Regions from separate parts of the Mus musculus genome. Here regions 2, 3, 4, 5, 6 and 7 are each linked to region 1. The links are chromatin contacts, called in public ChIA-PET, HiCAR-type and HiChIP or PLAC-seq maps. All regions are on one chromosome and are shown on one strand. Each heading gives the region's core, a stretch centred on a gene start, on an enhancer-like site or on the middle of the called end of the contact. The rest is flanking DNA. Distances are from core to core; before and after follow the strand shown.

Evidence for each region. ChIA-PET counts read pairs in DNA pulled down with a chosen protein or histone mark. HiCAR-type assays count read pairs that join an accessible place to other places. HiChIP or PLAC-seq counts read pairs in DNA pulled down with a chosen protein or histone mark.
Region 2: a contact with region 1 is called in an RNA polymerase II ChIA-PET map of memory CD8 T cells, with 75 read pairs. The contact joins the promoter of Gemin4 here to the promoter of Ywhae in region 1. A contact is called at or near these places in 17 of 39 promoter capture datasets (the 3T3-L1 cell line, 3T3-L1-derived adipocytes, the C10 cell line and 11 more), 5 of 484 Hi-C or Micro-C datasets (B cells, embryonic stem cells and uterus), 20 of 115 datasets of contacts at active chromatin or transcription factors (the NIH/3T3 cell line, T-cell acute lymphoblastic leukemia, Th17 cells and 15 more) and 1 of 9 other capture datasets (adipose tissue).
Region 3: a contact with region 1 is called in an H3K4me3 HiChIP or PLAC-seq map of bone marrow-derived macrophages, with 2.7 times the contacts expected there. The contact joins the enhancer-like site here to the promoter of Ywhae in region 1. A contact is called at or near these places in 2 of 39 promoter capture datasets (liver and pre-B cells), 1 of 15 datasets of contacts at CTCF or cohesin (the NIH/3T3 cell line), 7 of 115 datasets of contacts at active chromatin or transcription factors (bone marrow-derived macrophages, embryonic stem cells, large pre-B cells and 4 more) and 2 of 9 other capture datasets (adipose tissue and liver).
Region 4: a contact with region 1 is called in an RNA polymerase II ChIA-PET map of memory CD8 T cells, with 38 read pairs. The contact joins the promoter of Rpa1 here to the promoter of Ywhae in region 1. A contact is called at or near these places in 3 of 39 promoter capture datasets (liver and pre-B cells), 1 of 484 Hi-C or Micro-C datasets (erythroblasts), 3 of 115 datasets of contacts at active chromatin or transcription factors (bone marrow-derived macrophages, effector CD8 T cells and memory CD8 T cells) and 1 of 9 other capture datasets (adipose tissue).
Region 5: a contact with region 1 is called in an RNA polymerase II ChIA-PET map of memory CD8 T cells, with 49 read pairs. The contact joins the enhancer-like site here to the promoter of Ywhae in region 1. A contact is called at or near these places in 6 of 39 promoter capture datasets (3T3-L1-derived adipocytes, the C10 cell line, cranial neural crest and 2 more), 1 of 15 datasets of contacts at CTCF or cohesin (the NIH/3T3 cell line), 5 of 115 datasets of contacts at active chromatin or transcription factors (acute myeloid leukemia, bone marrow-derived macrophages, large pre-B cells and 2 more) and 2 of 9 other capture datasets (adipose tissue and pancreatic islet).
Region 6: an RNA polymerase II ChIA-PET map of effector CD8 T cells shows a contact between it and region 1, with 37 read pairs. The contact joins the promoter of Glod4 here to the promoter of Ywhae in region 1. A contact is called at or near these places in 12 of 39 promoter capture datasets (the 3T3-L1 cell line, 3T3-L1-derived adipocytes, the C10 cell line and 8 more), 16 of 115 datasets of contacts at active chromatin or transcription factors (the NIH/3T3 cell line, the SCID.adh cell line, T-cell acute lymphoblastic leukemia and 10 more) and 2 of 9 other capture datasets (adipose tissue and embryonic stem cells).
Region 7: a HiCAR-type map of kidney shows a contact between it and region 1, with 2.3 times the contacts expected there. The contact joins the enhancer-like site here to the promoter of Ywhae in region 1. A contact is called at or near these places in 1 of 39 promoter capture datasets (3T3-L1-derived adipocytes), 1 of 15 datasets of contacts at CTCF or cohesin (the NIH/3T3 cell line), 3 of 115 datasets of contacts at active chromatin or transcription factors (craniofacial prominence, embryonic forebrain and kidney) and 2 of 9 other capture datasets (adipose tissue and pancreatic islet).

Annotation. Positions count from the first base shown.
Region 1 is chr11:75,731,521-75,734,666 of GRCm38.p6, reverse strand. Ywhae (tyrosine 3-monooxygenase/tryptophan 5-monooxygenase activation protein, epsilon polypeptide) reads right to left here and starts at 1,780. Exons shown (of 6, transcript NM_009536.4): 1 at 1,576-1,780. The coding sequence starts at 1,639.
Region 2 is chr11:76,216,138-76,219,269 of GRCm38.p6, reverse strand. It overlaps Gemin4 (gem nuclear organelle associated protein 4), which reads left to right and starts at 1,698. Exons shown (of 2, transcript NM_177367.3): 1 at 1,698-1,792. The coding sequence starts at 1,783. It overlaps Dbil5 (diazepam binding inhibitor-like 5), which reads right to left and starts at 1,657. Exons shown (of 2, transcript NM_021294.2): 1 at 1,522-1,657; 2 at 605-1,043. The coding sequence starts at 998. The coding sequence ends at 735.
Region 3 is chr11:76,087,556-76,090,903 of GRCm38.p6, reverse strand. The region is part of intron 13 of Vps53 (VPS53 GARP complex subunit); the gene reads left to right. Among named protein-coding and RNA genes, the nearest start is that of Rflnb, 61 kb to the right of the region's middle. Within about 2 kb of position 1,988, at least 14 of the 459 cell types and tissues checked have an H3K27ac peak or open chromatin away from gene starts, as enhancers often do. A contact at or near this core is called in bone marrow-derived macrophages, where this site is marked.
Region 4 is chr11:75,346,830-75,350,255 of GRCm38.p6, reverse strand. Rpa1 (replication protein A1) reads left to right here and starts at 1,873. Exons shown (of 17, transcript NM_026653.2): 1 at 1,873-2,030. The coding sequence starts at 1,998. It overlaps Smyd4 (SET and MYND domain containing 4), which reads right to left and starts at 1,823. Exons shown (of 11, transcript NM_001102611.1): 1 at 1,505-1,823; 2 at 442-587. The coding sequence starts at 575.
Region 5 is chr11:76,129,373-76,132,530 of GRCm38.p6, reverse strand. The region is part of intron 7 of Vps53 (VPS53 GARP complex subunit); the gene reads left to right. Among named protein-coding and RNA genes, the nearest start is that of Gm46252, 20 kb to the left of the region's middle. Within about 2 kb of position 1,585, at least 50 of the 459 cell types and tissues checked have an H3K27ac peak or open chromatin away from gene starts, as enhancers often do. A contact at or near this core is called in adipose tissue, bone marrow-derived macrophages and memory CD8 T cells, where this site is marked.
Region 6 is chr11:76,241,817-76,245,458 of GRCm38.p6, reverse strand. Glod4 (glyoxalase domain containing 4) reads left to right here and starts at 1,760. Exons shown (of 9, transcript NM_026029.3): 1 at 1,760-1,904. The coding sequence starts at 1,815. It overlaps Mrm3 (mitochondrial rRNA methyltransferase 3), which reads right to left and starts at 1,723. Exons shown (of 4, transcript NM_183263.5): 1 at 1,373-1,723; 2 at 936-1,180. The coding sequence starts at 1,686.
Region 7 is chr11:76,058,072-76,061,697 of GRCm38.p6, reverse strand. All of the region lies in intron 19 of Vps53 (VPS53 GARP complex subunit), which reads left to right. Among named protein-coding and RNA genes, the nearest start is that of Rflnb, 32 kb to the right of the region's middle. Within about 2 kb of position 1,672, at least 71 of the 459 cell types and tissues checked have an H3K27ac peak or open chromatin away from gene starts, as enhancers often do. A contact at or near this core is called in the NIH/3T3 cell line, kidney and pancreatic islet, where this site is marked.

The sequences.
Region 1 (3,146 bases), core at 531-3,030:
TTTTCATTTTTAAATACTAGTTTAATGGCCTATTGCCTAACTCAAATATCTAGTTACACTTCACAAACACAGTAGATATGTCAATGAAATTCTCAGAAAAAAAAAAAAAAAAAAAAAAAAAAACTAGACTGCAATTAGCAGGAGCTAAGTTGAGAATCTAGCATGTACTAGGGTCTAGTCTCCATCACCTGCAGGTGGGGTGTGTGTGTGTCAAATTAACAGAAGAGTAACTATTGAAATTTGTGTGTGTGTGTGTACACACACACACACACATATACATATATATAAAACCATTCTCTTAAAATGGATAAAACAGAGCTGTGGTGTAGCACAGTATTTGAGCACTTGTCTTGCTTGCATGCAATCCTGGGTTTGAGCCCCAATCATGTAACAATGAAATCATAAAACAGAAAAACTACAATCTTCTACATTCCTAATTCAAACTCCCCAAGCCTCAACTGAGTGCTCAAAATAGGTAAAGCTCCCCAAGCCAAGGAAGAGCATGCATTCCACCCGAACTTGGGTTGTCAACCCAAAGTGCTACTAAACATTATTTGAATTAACCATTTCTCAGCAGGTCTTTCCATACTTCATAATGACGAGTGTGAATAGTACAGTCGTCAATTTTACAAACGGGTAAACTGAGGCACTGACTCTGCAAAGGGAAATTCGTACTAAGGAATCCTGGCAAGCCTGGTCTCCTGTATTCTAGCCATCAGAACTCCGTGCCTATGAAGGATGGGGACAGAAGGGGGAAAAAAAAAACCCGCAGCAACTTTAGGATATCCTGGGTAAGAACAAACGGGGTAGGAGTGAGGTTCTGCACCTCCCCGGAAGAAGGCGAGGCTAAAAAGCCCCCCAAACTCTCAACTCCAAGGTGTGTCGGCCCAAAGGAAGAAATCCAATCGCAGCATCTCAGCTCGCCTCCACCCAAGGAGGGAGGCTCTGCAGTGATTTCCAAACACTCCACCCTCACCAGAAGACTCCTCTCCACCGCCGGCCCCGAGAAGCCGTCCGTTCCAGAGGCTTCTCCTTTGTGAGGCTCCACGGCCGCCGCCCCACACTGGGCCTCAGGGGAAAAGCCACCGCCCCCACCCGCCATATTTCCCCGAAAGGCGCCTAGCGCTACAGCTCCTCGATGCCGCCCTCTCCCGAGCGACCGGTACCGTTCCTCACATCGCCCCACCCAAGTGTCCTCCTCCACACCCCGCCGCGGTTCCCGAGGGCTCCCGTGGGGATCGCACGCCGGGAGCCGGCACCCGCCATCTCCTCCCCCCTCCCCCGCCCGGGGACTCGCCCTCCCCCTCCAGCCGCCATTTTACAACCAACTCCTCCACCCTCCGCCCCGGCCTGCTGGCGGGCGAGCGCCTGCAAGCTAAGGACACCGGAGGGGTCAAATCCCTAGGCCCGGGGACTCCCACCGCGCCGGGAGCCCGCAGGCCTCGGCCTGCTTCCCGACCCACGTCCCAAGCCGGGCTCCGAGACGGCTCCGCCATTTTGTCTCCGGTTCCCGGCCTCTGTGGGCGGCGGCGGAGGGTCCGAGACTTCCAGCCCCCCGACACCCCCCCGACTCACCGTCGTATCGCTCGGCCTGCTCTGCCAGCTTCGCCTGGTACACCAGATCCTCCCGATCATCCATTGCGGCAGCGGCTCCGGCAGGGTCTGCGCGACGGATGGAAGCGGATAGCGTCTCCGACTCTCTCAGCTTCTCGCTCCGCGTCCGAGCAGGAAAAATGGCGGCGCCTCAATCCGGGACTTCCGCCTGCGCACGCGGACAACTGCTCAGCTCTATGGCAACCGCTCCCTGGCAACTGGCGCGGGGGGGGGGGGGGGCGGATCCCGGAGTTCGGCGCCAGAAAAGGCTGGAACCAGCGCGACAGACGCCCCTCCTCCGTCGGCACAGCGGGCGGCCCTGTGGCGAGGCGGGAACTGCGACTGCGACGGAGAACGGCCCCTGGAGCGGCTGGAGGCGAGGTCGGCCTAGACTGCGGGAGGGGAGTTAGCCAGAAGCCCGTGCGGGGCGACCGCGGGCTGGCCTGTGGGGGACAGAGCGACAGGCTTGATGGGTTCTTGCTACGGCAGGCCTTCCTCGTTGAAGATCAACCGGCCCTGTGCATTCTAGCACATTTTTCTCATCCAATTTAAAGAATTGACAAGGACAAGAAGGGAAAGCTCGAGTTTTCACGCATCATCATCTCCCTTGCTTCCATACTTTAAGCATTTTCTTCTCCCCTCCAGCCATATTTTATCTCTTTGGCCTATCGTAGATAGGACTTTTGTTTAAAATCTCTGGTTTTGCTTCAAGCATAGGTGAGTGTGTTTAATTCCAACACTAGTGAGGTAGAGGCGCAAGGATCGAGTTTGGATCAAGTCCCATCTACAAAGCAAATTCCAGGTCAGCCAGGGCTACATTGTGAAACCCCCATCTCAAAAAAAAAAAAAAGGAAAGAAAGAAAAAAGAAAAAGTGGTCAATCTCAGCTAGTTAAGGGAAACCCTCACTCGAGGGAAAAAGGAGACATAGTGGCTTGCCTCACTTGGAGTGCAAGGTGCACCTGAGGTGTGTAAGGGCAAATTGACATTGATGAGTTAGAAATAAATAATCCTCCATGGGGATTGCTTCACTTGCAATGGCCACGCCTAGTCTGCTTCCTTATGGATTTTCAACATCTTATACTCAATATCAGCTTGCTGCTGAGCCATGCAGAAAAAGGGCCTCAAAATGAGTGTGAAATCAAAAGGTTGGGATCAAGGCCTGAGGTCACACGCCCAGAGGTTTGCATCTTAGTCTGTGAACGGACAGGAATTGTTTTGTCCAAACGCTGGAGACTGACCCCCACAGCTTCCACCGTGTGTTTTGCCACTGAGTTATAGTCCTATCTGGGCAAGCTGTTTTGATGATTCTGAGTGGAAGGTGACATCGTCATAATTGTACTTAAGAAAAGTATTCCGTACTTACTGAAGCGGTGGTTCACGCCTGTAATTCCAGCACTGTGGAAGCAGAGACAAGGATTGCCACAAGTTCCAGGCCATCCTGGACTAAAAATACCCTACCTCGAAACACAAACACAAAAAGAAAGGAGCTGGTGGTGAGAGTTTTGGTTTCTTCAAAAACCCAGCTATGGTCTGTGAATGTGTTTGCGTTTTA
Region 2 (3,132 bases), core at 449-2,948, 480 kb before region 1:
CTGTAGTGATGGACACCGGCACTTACATGAGCCACACGTGCGTACGTTCATGTGCGTGTGCATGTGTGTGTCCGTCCATCACTGGGCCCCAAGCAGAAACCTAGGTTAAGAACATTTAGGTTGCTAAGGCTTAGGTGATTCTTTCAGGCACTGAGATGCTGAGGCCACCCTTCTTCCCTGTCCCTCAGCTGCTGTGCGTGATGCATGACCCACTTCACCATGTCACTCAAAGTTTGAGTTCCATCAAAATCCTAACTTCTCTGGACCTGTGTTCTAGGTGAGGGCTTTTCTATTTGTCTTTAGCTCTTTAGAAGGCAGAGCCCCTTTCTCCTCTGTACTGTTGGGTTCTTGGTGTGTTGATAACCCCTGATAATACAGATCCAAGCCCCCACCCCTGGTTATTTTAATAGCATGATTCACCCCACCTCTTTGCTCTTCTGCCAAATATCCACACACATTGTGGAACTGGGAAGACTATTAATGCCAGTCAGACCACAGAAAGGCAGATTAATGGAGTTTCACCCAGCAGAGAGAGGCTTCTACACATCTAAATACTTCTCCAGGACCCTCAAAGTTTCTCTTTTGCCACAGACTCCACTCTCATGCAGTTTGAATGATTTATTGGTGTTTCTGCTAACGCTGCTACCCTTTCAGTGTGTTTCAGCCATCAGGAATCTTAAACCCGTCCCCTACCAGTGGAGCCATGCTACTTCCTTGTGTCTGCCAAAATGCTCTTAGCATGGCTCCTTTTTCTTCAGCTCTTCCACTTTAGCAATGTAGATCCTCATGGCATCCATCTTGGACATCCCTTTGTTTACCATCCAGGCCTCATATTTGGCCTTTGCTCTCACATCTGTGGCAGGAGGGACAGGGATGTTACAGTCGCCCTGGGTGGCCTGTTTGTAAAAGCTGTACACCAGCAGTTTCTCCTGATCACTCACAGGCCCCTTCAGCTGCTTGAGTGAAGCACAGGCCATTTCAAACTCCACTTGGCTCATTGGTATACCAGAGGCAATGCTTCTGTTTTTAAGTGATGCGGGGTACTAGAAGAAAGTTGGAAATAAGCAAACCATGTTATTGTTAGGCCTTGGAAAGAAGGGGTAAAGAGATAATGTGTGGGATGAACACGGGGCGTTTGTGTGTTTAATAACGTACAAATCGAGGACCAGGAATCCATTCAATTGCTCCTGCCCCGCAGAGCTTTTTCCAGTGTGACTGCCCTTCAAAGTTATAAAAGCACCTATGAGCTCTGAAAGTTGACTCTGCTGTTGCCTATAGGAGATAGTGCAGCATGAAAAGCAAGCATATAGGGAGTTTTGTGTGTCTTGGGGGGGGGGGGGATGAATCCCGTGGATCCGCTGCTGGTTAGTACACAGCTGAAGGAAAGTTATTCCATGTGGGTGAATCCGGGGCGAGAGCTGCCCGGGGTTCCTGAGTGAGGGTGAATGAGGGGTCTGGACTAAGGGGTTCGACCTCCTTGCCTGAAGGGGTCAGGTTCCACATGGAGACAGCCAACAGTACCTGTGGTTAAGAAGGCTGGGAAGCCTAGGCCGAGAGGGGGCGCTGTGGCTAGGGTGGCTTCGACGCTGCGAGCTTGTTGGAGAGGAGTACGCGTGCGCCTTGAACGGCAGCGGCTAGCAGACTACAGCACGGAAGCGGAGAAGCGCTGTGGGCGGAGCCTGTGACGCGCCTGTAGCGCCGCCCTTTGTGCCGTGGCGCGGGCAACGCGTTCGCGGCCTTGGACTAGGAGGGGCGGTCTAGCCCGCCGCCAGCGTCGCCGCCATGGACCTAGGTGGGTTCCCACTTCCCTACTCCGGCCCCTGGGCCGCACCCCCCCAAAGCACCTCCTGGGCAGGCTGAGGCTCTGCACTGCTCCTACGGTGCTCGGGAGGCTGGGGGCTTGAGGAGTTTTGGGGGACCCGCAGTCGCGAGGCCGGCCTCCATCCTGTAGCCCCACCACATGACGGTCTCCTAGAGTCCTCCTCCGTCCTTCGTAGTGTCTTCCCAGTGGGAAACCGGGAGCGAATATAGCCTTGATTCTCCTGGAAATGCTCAGGGCTACTGCACGTGTTTCGGAAATGCCGGGCTGGGAGGGACGGACGTCCGGAGAGTTCTTCGTTATTAAATGACTGCCGAGTTAGTGAACATGTTTCTTATTAGGTCGCCTAGTGCATAAAGCAAAAATACTGATACTGTCTTTCTCCCAGAGGCTTGGCGTTTTCTTTGCGACCACGTGCATAACAGGACCCCATTCGTTGACTCACGCAAAGCGACCACCCCACCCCCACCCCTCTCTTGTGAGCAGGAGTTGCGCAGCCTGAGATTTCACTTTTTGAATCCGAATTCGAGTGCTGCTTGGTTTGGAGTATCCTCCTAGGCGAGGTCTGGAAGTAAGGCGGAGTTGATAGAAATCTGTGGCCATCTGCCAACCCTCTCCACCCTGCTAGGTGTGCTCTTTAGAGGGTAAGACTAGGAGGCCGTCCTGGGAAGTACTCCAAGATTTGCAAATAATACGCTGTGGAGAAATGTCTTTGTCCCTAGCCAGCTCTTTAGTGTGGAATGGTAGTTTCGTGCCCTGCAGCTGTGAAGAGTGCTGCCAAGGCTTGACTCCCTAGTTGAGACACCTTGCAAAGTTGTGCCTGGGCCTCTAGCTTCCCATCTCCAAAACAGGAGTTATAATCCTCAAGAAGTTAGTTTGACGATTACATGATTTTTATAGGTGTCAAGCTGGGTGTGGTAGCTTATGTCTAACTAGCACTCTGGAAGCAGAGGCAGGAGGATCTCAAAATTCTAGGCCGACCTGGTCTGTATAGTTTCAAGCCAGTTCCAGCTATATAACAAGAGCCTATCTCAGAAAAAAATACAAGTATGCCACCCAGCACAGTGCCTACCAAAGTAACCAGTCACTTCCTAGCACCAGCTACTGATTTAAAAAAAAAAAAAAAAAAAAAAGCCTTTGAGTTTCCCCTGGCTATGAGCTGAGTCTGGGACTTTTCTCAAGCCACATGTACACAGTCTCTGAAAGGCACATGTTTGGCCGCAGACATTTGCTCTGCTAAGCCGATGTCTAATGCAATAAAATGTCATTTACAGTTATAAGGAAATGTGTTCGGGGGCCGGCAGACCAACCTG
Region 3 (3,348 bases), core at 739-3,238, 360 kb before region 1:
TAATAGAAGAATAATGTTTTTAGGGGCATGCCATGTCCACCCACTTGGTCTTATAGGCAATAGTCAAAAACTCTTACCTTTTCTTCTACCCCCAAATACAAACCGTGTGAAACACCTTCCAGTTAACACAAGTCAGCACACACCAAGAAAAGCAAAGTTGCTTTGAGAAGACTGCTCCCAGTGTCCAGCAGGCTCACAGAAGACACTAGTAACCAATGCTGCTTTGTTCTTTGAAAGCACCCTGACACCTGCCCACCCTCGTGTGTGTGCATGTGTGTGTGAGCACATACACCTGTCTCTTGGTGTTATTTCTCAGTAGATGTCACCTCAGGATTTTTTTTAAGATTTATTTATTTTTTATTTATATGATTACACTGCAGCTATCTTCAGATACACACTAGAAGAGGGCATTGGATCCCATTACAAATGGTTGTGAGCCACCATGTAGTTGCTGGAAATTGAACTCAGAACCTCTGGAAGAGCAGTCAGTGCTCTTAACCATTGAGCCACCTCTCCAGCCTGTCACCTCAGTTTTTTGAGGAAAGGTCTGTCATACTGACCTGGGACTTAATGAGTAGACTACACTGGCTTGGCAGTGAGCCCCGGGGGTCCTCTTCTCTCTCTTGGGCTGGGATTGTAAGTGTACATCACCACACCTGGATTTTCTTAATGTAGAGTATAGGGACCAAACTCAGGTCCTCACACTTATGCGGCAAGTACTTTATCAACAGAACCATCTCCCCAGCCGTCAACCCAGATCCTTAGAATCCTTATTTCAGAAAGACCTGAAAGCTACTTGGCCTAGACCTTCCTGACCTAAAGAGTTATTTTTCTCTTTCACAATGTTGTTGTCCACTTTTTTCATGGACTTGACTCATCAAAGTCTGAAGGTTGCTCTCACGATGCTTTGGGCAAAGAGCCAGGCCTCCTTCCCCGGGCCCTCTCGGCCTATGAAAGATGCTGCACTGGCTGCTTGGCTGGCATTTCCCTCGTAGGATGTTTCCAAGCTCTGAGGGAGCTCTGGGGGAGCAGCAGGCCCCCAGGACTCACATGGGAGCACAGAGCAGGGGCAGAAGCAGAAGAGAGTTGAAGAACTCCAACTCCTCTCCTGGTAGAGCAGAGTCGGTCTTGATTCCTATAATGGTTATTAACCTTCGACAAGGCATAGATCCTTTCAAGACTCCTAGAGGTATGGGCCTATAATCCCAGCTCCTAGGGGAGTGGGGAGTGGAGTGATTGCATGTTCCAGGCCTGCCTGGGCTACAGAGTGAGATCACATCCAGCCTGGGCAACTTAGTGAGACCTTGCCTCAAAAATACACTGTAAAAGGAGGGTTGTGGATATAGCTCAGTGGAGTACTTGCCTAGTGTGTATAAGGATCAATCCCCAGTAACATAAATAACTAAAAAGTAAATAGTAAACTATAGACCTTTAGCAAAAAAAAAAAATAGTTATACACACATAGTAATTTTGAGCACGATTTCAGGGGACTTTAGGAAGCCACTTTTTCCTTTGGTCAGAGAACGCTGAGCTGAGAAAGAGCTCAGACTTATGGGTGCAGTCACTGCTCTCATAGTTCCACTCAGAATCTGCAAGGGAGGTGAACAGACCTCTCACCAGCACAGGAGACAGAGGAGGGGCCTGCATCCAGGAGGACCTGAATTTCAGTTAGAGTTCTACACTCACTAGCCTGAAGCCTTCAGCATGCCACTTAACCCCTTCTAGGCTGTTATGTCCTGTCTGTATCAAGGTTCATCAGCCCATCTCATAGGCTTTGTAATTTGAGTGATACACCTCGACAAGTGGCTCCTTGGTCCACAGTGGATGGTGTGCAGGGGCTGCTCTGCCCTCTCAGGATGCCTGTGTGGGAAGGTCACCTCATTGGGACTGCAGACTTCATATGGAGCCAGGCGTGGAGTCTGTGCTCTCTTCTCAGCATTCTTTGTGCCCAGGCGACATTTTGGCAGAACCTGTCCCAGCAAATAGTCACACAGCAGAAGGCCCACAAGCCAGTATATAGGAAAGAAGCAAATCCCTGCCAACCACCTGTGTGACAAGCTGGGCTAAGCTGCCCTTACCTGCATAAGTGCTTTCCCCGTTTTTGTGTTGCACCTTCTGCTCTGGAGCTGGTAGTGACTCCCCCGGCTAACTTGTGGGGGGATTTCTACATCAGCACTGTCTTCATTCTATCCCGTGGTTTTCCTTGTCAGGAAGTTGTTGTGACTCAACTTCTGCTTACTCTCCTGAGTTCCCTAAAGTAACTTGTTACCATTCCTACCCCCTTCTTAGCTTTGTCACACCCACAGCCTAGTTTTGTTTAAAAAAATAAATTTGTACTTTCAGAACAGTTATAAGAAAGCCTACAGAAGTCTTTACCCCTTCCCCGGCTTCTCTGTCACTTTGGCCTTTCCCACCTTTCTTCTACACACACCCATGTGTTTATGCACATACACTGTTTCAGCCATTTGAACTCTCAAGTCTGAAATAAGACTGTGTATGTCCTAAAATCAAGGACCTGGGCTGGAAAGATGGCTCAACACAACAGCTCTTGCCAAGGACCCGAGTTCAGCTCCCAGCACCCTCATCAGATGCTCACAACCACCTGAACCCAGCTCCAGGGATCTGACAACCTCTTCTGGCCCTGTGGGCACACATACATTCATATATGTGGACAGACCCACGTGTGTGCATATAAATGAAAAACAGAGGTTAGGAAGGTAGATCAGTGGCAGTGTCCACCTAGTATCTACAGGGCCCTGGGTTTCAGTCTCGGCACTACTTCAAACAAACCAGCAAACAAACCTAACAATAAACTTCTGTTGGGTTCGGTGGGTAAGAGCACTATACACTTCCAGAGAACTGATGCTGGGCTCCCAGCACCCAGCATGTGCGCGCGCGCGCGCGCACACACACACACACACACACACACACACAAACACACAAAAATAGTGATCTTTTTAAAATAAATAAAAGTTTAAAAAGACCCAGTCTACATAACTATAATGTAATCTTCAAGATCACTTTGATCTCTTATTACCAGTTAAATCCAGAGGTCATGTTGAATTTTACCAGTTGTGTTTATCTAATTCATTAATTTATTTATTTTGAGGCAAGATGTCATGTATGGCAGGCTGTCCTAAAACTTGTTACATAGCTGAAGATGGCTTGAAATTTGTGTGTGTGTGTGTGTGTATGTGTGTTCATGGTAAGAGTGTGAGTGCACATGTGTGTGGAGGCTAGAGAATACCCTTAAGTATTCAATTTACTTTATATTAGAATCAATGTATACCTTTAGGAAAGTTATCAAAACTCGCACATGATGTGTGTGCAGTGGGAGGTGCTTGTGAT
Region 4 (3,426 bases), core at 624-3,123, 380 kb after region 1:
AATGAGACTTCTACCTATGTATACATTTACTAGGTTGTGATATAAAATGTCTATCTCACCAGTGAATGCAGTCCATAGAATTTGAAAATTTCTGGGTCTCAACTAAACAATTGCTAGGGTTCTTTCTCACTATTAGTACTGAATGAGCTTCTATGGGCAGCTACACAACCTGCACCATATCCTTTGAGTGACAGCACTGGGACGACAGCAAGATACTAAATTACTTAAGTATAACACATACCAAAAGAGGAAAGCAGTTATGCCTACCCATTCTATAATCACAGACTAGGGAGAAACGTGAAAACCAACAGTAACTGCTAAATGCCCCATACTATAAAAAATATAAAGCTACTCTCTCCTATAAAAAAGAGATATTCAGACCAAATGACAAGGCAGAACATTTTCCAGACCAAAATTTCCCTGAAGTTTCCATTCACTTACTGAAGAAGGGAAGAAGAAGGAAGGAAGATGTCGCTCAAAGTCTCTGCTGTAGAAATTGTGTCCTGCACAGACTTCGGGAGTGAAGCCCACTTCTTAAGTAGGTAGGACTTCCATTCATCCACCGGTAGATCCATGCTGCCGCAGCTCTGTAAAGTCAGAACATGAAGATTCAGCTTTCTATTAATGCATAGTTCTAGAAAATCGAGATTTCATCCTACCAAGTGACACGCAACCAAAATCATTTCTTCTGGGGTTTTCTATAGCTGTTGATATGCTGAAGGAGAGTTAATCTGTGGTGTGGTACCAATTCACCCAGACATATTCTTTGGAACTGTTTGAGAAACTATAGTAGGTTGTGGTTGTACAAACAGAGATCAAAATACCAGTAGATGGCTACTATTCCAGTCTTTCTAGACCTGTTTACCTTAGTTGCCCAAAGTTTTCCAGACTTCTTACTCCAGCAACTATGAAGTTAAATATTTTCATTTCTTAGACGGCTCAGTTTTCTGTTTTGATCTCCAGGTCTTTCTTTCAGTTCATATAGCCTCTCTCCCTTTTTATTTTTATTACTTTTTTTTTTTGAGACCGGATCTTATGTTAGCCTGGCTGGCTTCGAACTCAGAGATCTGCCTGCTTTTACCTCGAATGCCACCACGCCTGGGTCCCAAATTTTGATTTTTCAGGGTCTCATTTAGTTCAGGTTGACCTCGAACTCAACGGTGTTAAGGGTGACCTTGAACTTTTGCTGCTTCTACATCCCAAAGGCTGGGATTACAAACAGATCAGAGCCAGCCAGCACGCCAGGCTCTCCAATACTTTTGCATAGGCCATTTGGGCTTTTAGGAACATCACTATCCTCACTGGAATCCACCTGACAAATTTCTACACACACTTTAACTCAGTTCAAACCGCATCGCCTCTCGAAAGCCTGATTGATTTTTGACCCCCACTCTGGAGCTCCACATGTGTGGCCCATATCGCGTCTACCATCCTTGAGGCTGGGTTCCTTGCGGCCACAACTCTCAGGTGGAACTCAAGAGGGCGGAGACTGAGTCTGATTTACCTTGTTTATCCCACAGTGCCAAGCTCTGGGCCTGGCACCGGCGCCGGGCACGCACTGCGTGAAGAAGTACCCAGGTCACTGCTTTGACTATATTTAGCAGCAGTTACCAGGGGAGAGCTCCGACTGTTCCCTGGGTTGCCATTCTGTCTGTCCGCCAAAGGACTGGGCGGGCAAAGTTCCGACAGCTGGCGGGGGAACAACTCAGTAGCACCGCGCTGACACAGGCGCACTGCGACCCAGCGCCCCGCCCTCACGTCCCGCCATCCCGCCACTAGGCCTCGAACCCGGCCTCGGAAGAGTCACGTGCTCTGCCTGCCGCGCGGTAGCCAATGCGGTGGCTATCGGCGTCTAGGCCCGCCCCTCGCACCGCGCTCACGCTGGGGGCGGATCGGCACGCACAGTTGCTCTAGCCAATCGTTGAGCAGCCCGCGGGACCCCGGCAGAGAAGCTCAGGCGGTGCAAGAGCGCGAGCGCGGGAGTTAGCGGTGCAGCCATGGTGGGACACCTGAGCGAGGGGGCCATCGAGGTAAGGAGACGACCCTGAGCGGGCTCGATGGCCCTAGCAGCGCGGCCTTGGAGCGGTGCAAAGAGGACCCGGGGAGGGAGCCGCTGTCGATCGGGAGAGCGTCAGGGAGGAAATTATACGGCCGCGGGGGAGCATCCCGGGGTCTCTAAGACCATCAGAGGATGCTGGAGGCAACCCGGTACTGGCAGAAGAACTCACGAGTTTTTTTAGTTTGTTTACATCTAAGAAAACAAGACAAATAAACATGCCGCTGTCTATCTTCGGCGGCCTCTGTTTCCTCCCTTTCTCCATCACCCCAAACTTTTTGGACTTGTTTTCGGCTGTTTTACTTCTTTTACATCCTCCTAACTCATTATTGCTACTAGACATCTCTCTGGTCACGAGAGAGAAAACGCTGACCGAAGTCACCAGTGGCTTCCCAGTAGCCAAATCAGAAGACATTTTAAAATTTTTCAGCCGACCTAATTGTTTGAGCTTGTTGGCTTCTTTCTGCTAACACTCCTCTCTTGCTAGTGTTCTGTGTTTCATGTTGACAACTTTTTCCTTATTTTACCGGCAAACCCCATAGATTTTTTTGTCGAGCCAAGGCCCTCTGCAGACTAGTTTATAGCCCTTCACCTGCATGTTATTAATTCTTTCCTGCTGAGCTTCCTTCGATCTGCCCTCTATCTTCAAAGTCATTTTCAATTGAACATATATCAGAGCAAATCCTTTATGTCCCTCTAAGTCTGAATTTTAAAAAAGAGTGTGTGTGCGCGTGCGCCAGTGTGTAGTATGTACACATATGTATGACATCTTGGGGATGGCGAATGTGCGTCGGATGCCAGAGGACAACTCTGGGACGTTGTTTCTCTTCCCACTCCGCTGTGGATTCTGTGGATTGAGCTCAGGTAGCTGGGCTTACACAGCAGGCACCTCTACCACAGAGCATCCTTTTGCCCGACTCTGGACACCTAGTCCATCACCAGTTGAAGTATATTTTAACTCCACACTTAACTTTTCCATCCCCACTGGAATAGTCTTTTTTTTTTTTAAAGATTTATTTATTGATTATATGTAAGTACACTGTAGCTGTCTTCATACACTCCAGAAGAGGGAGTCAGATCTTGTTACGGATGGTTGTGAGCCACCATGTGGTTGCTGGGATTTGAACTCCTGACCTTCGGAAGAGCAGTCGGGTGCTCTTACCCACTGAGCCATCTCACCAGCCCTGGAATAGTCTTTTGTTGGCTGAACTAGTCAATTTCAGTCAGCACACTCTTCTCACAGTCTCCTTGCCAGGCCTTGTTTGTTTTTTTCTTTTTAAATATATTTTTGCTCTAGAGGCCATTGATAGTTCCAGTTTCTTTTGCTACCACAGTGTTCCTGTTCAGCTCAGTTGTTACTGAGTTGGTTG
Region 5 (3,158 bases), core at 336-2,835, 400 kb before region 1:
TGCCTCTGCTTCCTGAGTGCTGGGATGAAAAGTGTGTGCCACCATACCTGACTCAGATTTCTTAAGTTCTAATAAACTATTTTCTTTTATTTCTTTCTTAGAGTGGTATTTGGGGTTTGTTTCCTTTGGTCTCTTGTTTTGGAACTCCTATACACGAACATTGTAACTTGTAACCTGCTGCCTCATCTTTTGGGGTTGCTTTCTGAGTTGTGGGCTCAGTCTTCCAGTTCTACCTTGTTCTTCACTGATGCCCACTCTGTTCTTTGGCCCAGCTATTAAGAATTTTTACTGAAACAGCAGGTTTTAATTTCTAAAATATCTAGATGATTTTTTCCTCAGGGGCATAATATCCTCTGAAATCTCTCAGAGATTCAAAACTGTTAGTATCTCTGAAGGCTCTGGGTTGCCTGTGTGTTTGTCTGTCCTGTGGTGTAAGGTCTTCAGCTTGTTGACTCTTGGTAGTAGCACTCAGATGTTTGGTGAGTCTCAGCTGAAAGTTCATATTTTTTGGTGGGATTTTAAAATTGTTTATTATTATTATTATTATTATTATTATTATATGTTCTCTATTACTCTGATCAGAAATCATTACCACCTGCTATTGAGGAGTGGAAGGATATTGTGTTTAGGGTACCACATAGCTTTTCTAAGGTTCCTGGGGCCAGACCTGCAGGAGCTGGCAGATGACTTGCCAGGCACCTGATCTTCTTAAATGCTGATAACTCTCAGACCTCTGCTGAGACTCACAGACCCAAGGGGCCAAATCAGTGTAAGGCTGAGCATTTAGGGTAAGAAAGCAGCACAGCTTCTGGCATCCACATTACTGTGACTGGAGCCAGACACATCTAGAGGTTCCCTTTAGAACTCCCCCGCTCCTGGTGTCTATCATTTCCTGTCTTTCCTTATATTTTATCTGGCTTTTAGATTGTGTGCACCATGTGTGACCTGCATCTGTAGGTATGCCCGTGTGTGCGTTTAGTGCCTATGTTTGTCAGAAGTGGGCTTTGAATCCCCTAGAGCTACTGAGAGGAAGTTGTTAGCCACCATGTGGGTTCTGGGAACTGAACCCAGATCTTCTGCAAGAGCAAAAGTTGCTCTTAACATGGAAGCGTTTCTCCAGCTTCCATGTCTTCTCATTTGTGAGAAACACTCTTAAGCTATGATTTTGTTCTACCAGGAAACCCACAGACAGTCTAATCTACCAGTTCCCCTTTTGCCTGGTTTTTGGTTCTTATTTAAGTCTTTTCATCATTTCTAAGAATCTGAGACAGGAAGGGAGGTTTCTGTATGTGCTAGGTGTACCGTCTTACAGTGGAGATGTTCAGGGACTCTTAAGGAATGTCGGAATAGGCTTGGCAAAGTGTTAGGGAAGTCGCCACCCTTCCCCTCGTCCTTCCTAACCTTTTTACACTTAGAGGTGGCTGGTTGCCATATCAGACTGGGAATCTGAAACAGCCAAGAATGTCCATGAGCAGGATGTCATGAGTTTAGGAGAGTAGGACCCATGGGTGGAGGAAGCTGTGCTCTCAGTGGTTAGGGAGGAGCAGGAAGGTGGCACAGCCTGCCCTAGTCTCGGTGACTCAGTGATCTGGTGTTCCCATTCTTTTATCCTTTCTGTCATCTGCCTGCATTAATGTGCTGTGTGGCCCCTGTTTCCTGGGCCCTATGAATTCTAAGCACATGCTCTTCCACAACCCCAGCCCTACCTGACACCCCACACCCAGCTTTCTGATTCATAGTTTAATCTGTCAGTGTAGGCCCACAGATAACTAGAACAGCTGTATTTGACTTTAGTTTTTAAAGAGTCTACACCTAAGAGAGATCACGCCATATTTATCTTTCTGTGTCTGGCTTATTTACTCTAAGTCCTCTGAGTTTATCCATATTGTTTCAGTTGTCAGCATCTTCTTTTTAAAAGCTAAATAAAATCTCACTGGATATATGCACCTTGGATCTTTAAACCATATCTGTCCATCAAAAACAATGTTTGTTTCCATATCTTGGCTGTTGTAAACTTCTGTGAGCAGGGCAGGGCAGCTATCTGTATAGAGTGGATATCATTTCCTTTGGGTATATACCCTATGTAGATTCATTTTGGGGTTTCCGAGAGCCTTCATGCTATTTTCCATAATAGCTGCATCACTCATCACCTCTGCCCTGGTGTCCAAGTGTTCTCATCTTTACATCCTCAGCAGAGCTTACCTTTCTCCTTACTTTTGATATTAGTCATCCTGATGACCTGTTATCTCAGGGTTGGAGGCAGAGATGGGAGGATCAGGAATTTGCCATGTGAGACTGTCTCAAAAAGAAGTGAAGTAATATCTCATTGAAGGTTGTTTTTTTTTGTTTTTTGTTTTTTGTTTTATTTCTGATTTTTTTTTTGTTTGTATAGAATAGAGTTTATTTAGGGCATGAGGAGGGAAGTTAAGAGGGTAGTAGAGGCAGAGAAAGGCGGAGAGAAGTAGAGGCTGACCATGGCCATAAGCACATGAAAAGAGGGGTGGGGGAAGGGGATGGGAAGGAGAGAGGAAGAGCAAGAGAGCAAGAGAGAGCAAGAGAACAAGAGTTATTTCTGAATTTTTAAAAATTATTTTACTTATTTACATTCCAGTTGTTGCCCCCTTTCATTTCCCCCTCCCACAGTTCCTCATCCCATTCCTCCTCCCACCTACCTCCGAGAGGCTGCTTCCCCCACCCAATTGACCCCCCTTCCCTGGAGCCTCAAGTCTCTCTAGGATTAAGCACAACTTCTCCGACTGAGGCCAGACCAGGCAGACCTCTGCTATTTATGTGCCAGTGGCCTCCGACTAGCCCGTGTGTGCTCCTGGTTGATGGCTCCGTCTCTGAGAGCTCCCTGGGGTCTGGGTTAGTTGAGACTGCTGGTCTTCCTCTGGGGTAGGTCTCCCTTCCAGCTTCTTCAATCCTTTCTCTAATTCGACCATAGGGGTCTCCAACTTCAGTCCAATGGTTGGGTGTAAGTATGTGCTTCTGTCTCAGTCAGCTGCAGGTAGGGCCTCTCTGAGGACAGCCACGCCAGGATCCCGTCTATAAGTACATCATAGCATTGTTAGTATCAGCCTTGGTCCCCCACCCGACCCCCTATGAGATGAATCCCAAGTTGGGCTAGTCATTGGACCTCCTTTCCTTCAGTCTCTTCT
Region 6 (3,642 bases), core at 511-3,010, 510 kb before region 1:
GCCATTTGTAAGGTCTCTTGCTGAGGGTCAGCACCTTAGCAAGTTGAGCACAGTAACCCTTACTCTGTGACCCTTCTGTCCTCAATCTAATACAACACACGCAAATTGGCCAGGGTGCTCAGAAAAAAATGAAAATGGTAAGTGGCTTCCTTAATGAAAAATTCTCCCATTTAATAATCTCTGCAACGTATCCTAAAGCGCAGCTTTCAGGGCAGTATCTGGAGGGGAAGAAAGACACTAGAGAGGCACTGAAGATGAACTTGTAAGCCTCCACTCTACTGCCACGCCTGACCCCTGAGATGGACATCCAGGCCTCAGAGTGGAGAGGGAAAACCGATCCTCACATTGTCTTCTAACCCATGCACGTATACACACAAAATAAAGTTTTGTTTTGAGATAGGGCTTCAATGTTTGCTCTGGCTGTCATGGAACTCACTTTGTAGACCAGGCTGACCTCAAACTCAGAAATCTGCCTGCCTCTGCCTTCCAAATTCTGGAATTTTAAAGGCTTGCATTACTCCTGGCTCATAAAATGTTTTTAACATTCCATAAAACAAACAAACAAACAACAACTGGGCTTTTTTTTTTTTTTTCATGCCTCCTCAGCAGGAAGGAGGTGCAAACAGGAATGTCAGGGGTCGAAGCTATCCATAGCTACATACAGAATGTGAAGCCTGCCTGAACTACAATTGTCAAAAACAAGCAAAAGCCCCACAATTAAGTATGAATGAGAAATTGGTTCAGTTGCCAGTAAAATACCATCAAAACATAGAGGCCTGAGAAGTCCTATTTCTTTTTAGACGTTAGTCAATAAAAATTTAAACTTGATTTAAATAAAATTCGTTACCTTAAGACAAGTATGAACAAGAAAGTCTAGGATACTACACTTGTATGAAATAGAAATCCCAGATATTGGCACACTGTATATCACTGACCCATTATTCCTTGTGGCGTTACTAGGTCTGACCAATCCTTGATGTCCTCAAATTTCACCTTAATGAGGCTGACGTCTTTCAGCTTGTCTACCGGCAACTCCTTGACGTACTCCAGACGGCTAAAAAAGAACGCTTTGGGCACAGCTCCAGCCTTGAGAGCATCTGCAATCAGCCTGCGACCTTCCAGTAGGATCTTCCCTTGCTTTTCCCGAAAAGGCCTGGACTTAACTATTGTCATCACACTGCTGTGGGTGCAAACAGAGAGGGGATGATTATCAACGCTCTTGGCATGGAGGGATACATGAAGTTCTAACAGACACGCACAAGCCTCAAAAGACGACATTTATTTTGCACCGTCGAAACAGTAAGAGCCAGAAGCTTCACAGTGAAGCAAGAAAAGAAACGGGAGCAGATGACAAGTCTCAAAAACATATCACCTTAGCCTCCTGTCCCCGGGAAAGGCCTTATCGTAGCGAAGCCCTGCCTCTTCCCAGGTGTGAGGGGTCTGGGATGGGGATGTCTCAAGAGGCTGTTTCTGTCGCTGTCCCTGGGAACTGGCCTTAGGGACCGCCTTGCGAGGCTGCTGGTCAGGAGCGCGCTTCCGTTCCTCCACCTGTCCCGAGGGAGACAACACTCTCACCGGGCTACGCCGCAGCGCCCGGACCCAGCGCCGAGCGTTGAGGTCCCGAGTCTGGACCACCCGCAGCAATGATCCCAGGGAGCACCACATGCCCTTCGCCGGCGCTGCCATCTTTCCCCTGGCGCGCGCTACCTCACCCGAGCGCGCGGTCGAGTGTTAGTGACGTCACCCGACGATCCTTCCCGGTTTGGTGGGCGGGGTGTCCCTCTGCCTGGAACTCGGTTTTCGTGTTGGGAGCCATGGCCACTCGTCGAGCTCTGCACTTCGTTTTCAAAGTGAAGAACCGCTTCCAGACAGTGCATTTCTTTCGAGATGTCCTGGGGATGCAGGTGCAGACCGGGACCGAGCGGGGCTAGCGCGAGACCCCGATGGGCGGCCGGGCCGCACCAGGGGAGGGAAGACGCCGTGGGCGCGCGGCCACCCCAGCCGCCAGGCCCTAGACTCCGCGTTGCCACGCCGGTGTTTTCAGCTTTTGCGAGCCCCCCTCTTTCGGGTTGGGAAGCCTTTGAAAGGGGACTCACCTACCAGCTGTGTTGTCTACGCACGTTCACCTACAGCCCTTCTCAAATATTTTTTACACTCCTGGCTTGGGGAGCCTGCTGTCTATAGTGAAGGAGCGTTGATAGGCAAAACGTTATTTTAAAAAGCCCCTTCCAGTTCACGACAGAGCGGTCTCCTGGTTTGAAAGGTTTGGGTGTGATCAGCAAATTTCGGCTTCCATCAGAGCTGCGGATTTGAAATTTAGGCTCTGGGAGGGGGACCCATGGCTTTGCGCATGCTAAACAAGCACTCCGCCATCGGATTCCGCGAACAAGCCCTGTCCGAGCAAGTTTGAACGGTCTCTTTCGTAGGTGCTCATGATCTGTGGCTCTGTTCTAAACAGCCCAGATGTAAGTATGAGGTCAGAATCAAGTCGCCTTCCTAGTACCTGGAAACAGTCTGAGAAGCTGTGATTCTAAGGGGGTCACTTAGCTGAAAGTGTAGCGGAAAGGTTTATTGAGCTCTTTGGTAAGCCAGGGAGGTAGGAGCACACCAGTGCAGAATTTATTTATTTATTTTTAACAGACTTGTAGCAGTCCAAGTCTAGCTGGGTGTAGAGATGGTACAGGAGGTAAGGACTGTAAAGGAAGTTGCACAAATCAGTCAACACAGGTTAGTCATAAAAATATCTGCTGTGTAGGGGCTGGAGACATGGCTCAACTTTTAAGAATGATTGCTCTTCTTCCAGAGGGTGTAAGATGGGTTCCAGGTGTTGGATGGCTCACAACCATCTGTAACTACAACTCCCAGGGAATCTGACCTGTGGCAGGCAGGCAGATAGACACACACACACACACACACACACACTCCTGGTGTTTGAAGGTACCATGGTAAGGTTAGGTATAGACTAAATGACTCTGGCATTTGTTCCCAATTAGAGCACATGATGTAGGAAATATTAGATTTATACCTACCAGTCAGAGTTTAGTGATACTACATGTCATTATTCTATTTCTTCATTGATCAAAAGATTGTTGTTAAGATTAAACATGTTACCTTTTAGGTGGTAACTGACTCACAGGTAGTTTGTGTTCTGTAAAGTAATAGCTACTTTTATGTTAAAAATGCAAAAGGAGAGATTTACCAACCTAGGCTCTCAGGAAATAATTCATGAGAACCTTGCATAAATTGACCCTGAAAAGGAACATTTCCACGTACCAGGGTTAGAGGGGAAAGTTATTCAAGAAGGCCTGGATAGGTGATGTGGAGATATTTGGAAAATGACACTGATTTTATGTGCATTTGGCTAGGTGAAGAGATTGGGGTGTGAGAAGGTACAGGTTGGGTTCGTCTCTGGTGTTGTCTTGAATGCTATGCATGCAAAGCAATTTGGATTTTATGCTAAAGTAAAGGGGAGCCTGTGATACCACCAGAGCTGTGCTGTAGGAATATATCTTTAAGATGGTATTAAGGAAAGAAATCAGTAAGTTTTGTGGTTTTTTTTTTTTTTTTTAATGTGGGGACAGGGCCAGTAGGTAGCTCAGGTTGACCTTGCACTTGAGATGCTCCTGCCTCAGTGCCTCCGGA
Region 7 (3,626 bases), core at 423-2,922, 330 kb before region 1:
GCACGCCATGCAAGGGTGTGGGTCTGAGTTTGATCTCCATAAAAAGCACCCACATAACAGGACTAAAGATGGCTCAACATTTAAGATCACTTCCTACTCTTGCAGAAAACCTGGATTCTGGTTCCAAAACCTACTCTGGGCAGGTCATAGCACCTGTACCTTCAGTCCTGGGGCATCTGATGCCTTCTTCTGTCCTTCACAGGCACTGCACACACATGGCATGCAGATAGACAAACAGACACACAAACGTAAACATCAGTAAAGCACACTTAAAATAGGAACAAGAGTGGTCGTGTGTTCCAGCAATGGGGAGGGGCAAACAAGAGGGTCCCTGGGGTTTACTGGCTAATCAAGCTTAATCAACAAGACCCTATCTGAAGAACAAAGGTGGAAAGCAATTGAGGAAGATACTCGGTGTCTGCCTTGACCTACACACACACACACAAATATTTACTACTCCGACCTCTGAAAATACCATATAAAGTGTAAACTGTTCACAGGCAAATCAAGAACAACTCATAGTCAACTCCATCTGTGAACACTTAGGCTACATGTAAGAAGATTGTGTAATTCATTTCCATAGATCCTGCCCAGTACCAAACAAAGCAATGAGGTAGAGGCTCAACTCTTTCCCAGCTCAGTGCCCTGCCCTTGTGGTTCCTTGGCTGTGTTGACAGCCAACCCCACCCCTCACCCCCAGCCCCAGCCCTTGTCTCTGGGTCAGGAAGATTGCTAGTTAAGCATGTATTGGAATACTCATGAAGTGTCAAAGGCAGGTAGCAACATCTTGAATCTAAGTGCAATATGATTTTGTCCCCTCTGTCAGCAAGTACAGGACACTTGAGTACTCAGGCTCTGAGCTCTGGAGTGGCATGAGCAGAGGCTGGACCCTGTGCCCACAACAGTGCATCTGTTTGTGCATAGGTACTTTACAGGACCTCCATTTCCTGTCTCTGAAATAGTGCTTAGAACTACCCCATGAAGTAGCTGTGAGGGTTAAACAAAATAGAGCGGTATGTGGTGGCATACACCAGTAATCCCAGACCTTGGGGAAGCTGAGGGATTGTAAGTTTGAGGACAACCTAGGCTATAGAGCTAGATATTGTCTCAGAATAAAATAAAACAAAATTAGTAAAAATTAAACCCAGTGCCCATAAGCAAGACGCACGGCTGTCATGTAGCCAGCCCTTATTAAACACCAGCCCTGCTCACTGTAAACTTCCGAAGACCCGGACATGACCTTGTTTCTGTTTCATTGTTCGTCTGCTCTGATACCTATCCACATGCAACCTGCATGAAGACTTCTAGTCAGAGCTTGCCCTCGGCTGTCTGCCTGACCAGCTCCAGCCCGAGTCAAAAATGTTGTCTTGGAAAACTCCCTGGGAGGTTGTACGACTCAGACACCAGCTGGGCTTGACTGCAGCAGTCGGTGTTCTGAAATCCTGACCCTGGCATGTCCGGAGCACAATGCTCATTCTCTCCATCGGAAGTGGCAGAGCGAGGCCCTCACATGCCAGCTCCAGTTTCATTAGTGAATGTTTACCAGGCACTCACTCTTTGGCCTCATTACAGTGTGCCATCTAAGAGGATATGGAGTGATTAAGATCTGTGTCTGGGAGCAGCCGTAGGGTTCTCAGTTACATTTCTGTCTACAGACTTGACCAAGCCTCTGGAATCCAAAGCTGACTCATGGGAACAGTTCTGTGTTTTGTAGCCTTGCTCAGGCCTCTTGAGACTGGTGTAGTGTCTAACAGCCATGGAAGTTTGGATGTTGTCACATAAGTCCTATACCATGACTGTTTTCCTCAAATGTTCTCTTGTATAAAACAATCTCAGCTGGAGAAAGGTAGGGGCATATCTGCCACACAGCACATTCAGGAAGCAAAAGCAGGAGAGTTGTAAATTCAAGGCCAGTGTGCGCTGTGTAATATGACCCTGTCTCGAATAACAGAACAGAATCAGACTCTGGGATGTTATCTCAGGAGCAGGACGTTTGGCCAGTGTTCACATCTGCTTTTAGTTGCCTGTGAGAAGCCCATCTTCTATAGCTAAGTCTCATTTCTCATACCCCAAGCAAAGACAATAAGCAGTAATAGGTGGCTATTCACACAACTACCTGTAGAGGCTTTAAGGAAGAGTCAAGGGCAATGTGGCCCTTCAGTGGTTCCCATGTGTAGTTCAGGTTATCTGTGTAAGGTTAGCCCTGGCATCTGAACTCTGAAATCCAAGCCATGATGTAGCTAGAGGTCTGTTCACTTAGGCAGTAGGTCCAAGGAATCAAGAAATTAATAAAGGGGCCGGAGAGTTGACCCAGCGGGTAAGAGCAGTCGTTGTTGCTCTTATAGACTACTTGAACGGATAGGCTGCCTCACTCATACTCTCTCTCTCTCTCTCTCTCTCTCTCTCTCTCACACACACACACACACACACACACACACACATACACACACAGAGTATAATAAAATCAATTTTTGAAAGAAAATTAATAGAGAGATGCTTGTGGGTAGAAACACATTTTGACACACTCTGCCTTGCGTCATGGCCCTGACCCAAGCTTTAACTAAAGCTGTAGAATTCAAAGCTACGGCTGAGCCTCTTCTTCCAATAGGTGCTAGATATCTCCTAGGTTGAGGTTAGGCTTGAATATAGATGTGAGAAATAAAAAAGGAGCCCTTGCTGCTCCTTATTCTTGACTTGATTAGTACATACAGTGAGTTATTTATCTTCAGGCCCCAGAGTCCTCTTGAGCGGTTACAAGGGCACGTGGAATTGAACCGTTCCTGTATTGTAATACTCCTTGCTGGTTTGTGATTTTCAGAGAATCTTGTGGGATTTGCAGGGTCATTAATTAGTCTTACAACGGAGGTCATCTGTGACTGAACACAGCAGAAATAAAATCCATTTGCCTAAACTTACCCTAGAGAAAACAGTCTAGTGTGGTGTTGGAAAAGATGCACAGTCCTCGCTCTGCTGTTGATGGCCCCCTTGTTCCCACATCACTCCTGTCTGCGCCATGCTCACTGTCCTATTTCAATAAAAGCACTGAAACAGGCACTCTCCACAGGCCCTTCTAGTCCTTCCCCACTGCTAAAACCTCATGTTTGTCAAGTTACTTTTTCTTTCATGTGTTATCGTTATTTATTTGGTTTTGGTTTTCAAACAGTACTCTACTATGTAACCCATAGTTCCAAATAAATGCCTTCAAATAAATCCACAAACCTCCTGCATCAGCCTGCTGAAGGACAGAATGATAAGCATGCAGACCACCATGCCCAGTTTACAGCATATCTAGGGGATGGAAATACGGCTTAATGATCAAGCACATGCTTGGTGTATGTAAGATCCCAGGTTACATTCTCAGCACCATAAAAAAAGAATCTTTCTGGATATGTCCCAGTGGAACATTTTGAAACTGTACATAACATCGAACATGCCGTCTTCTAGTGTGCAGCTCACTGGCATTAAGTGTAGATGTTGCTGAGGATCTGTCATGAAGATGATCTCCAAAGTGAACCTCTGCACCATCTAACCACTGCTCCCACCATAGCCCCGTCCGTCTCTGAGTCTGACACTCTTCAAAGAAGTGCGAGAAGACAGCAGTTGTCTTTTGTGCTCTTTTAACCTAG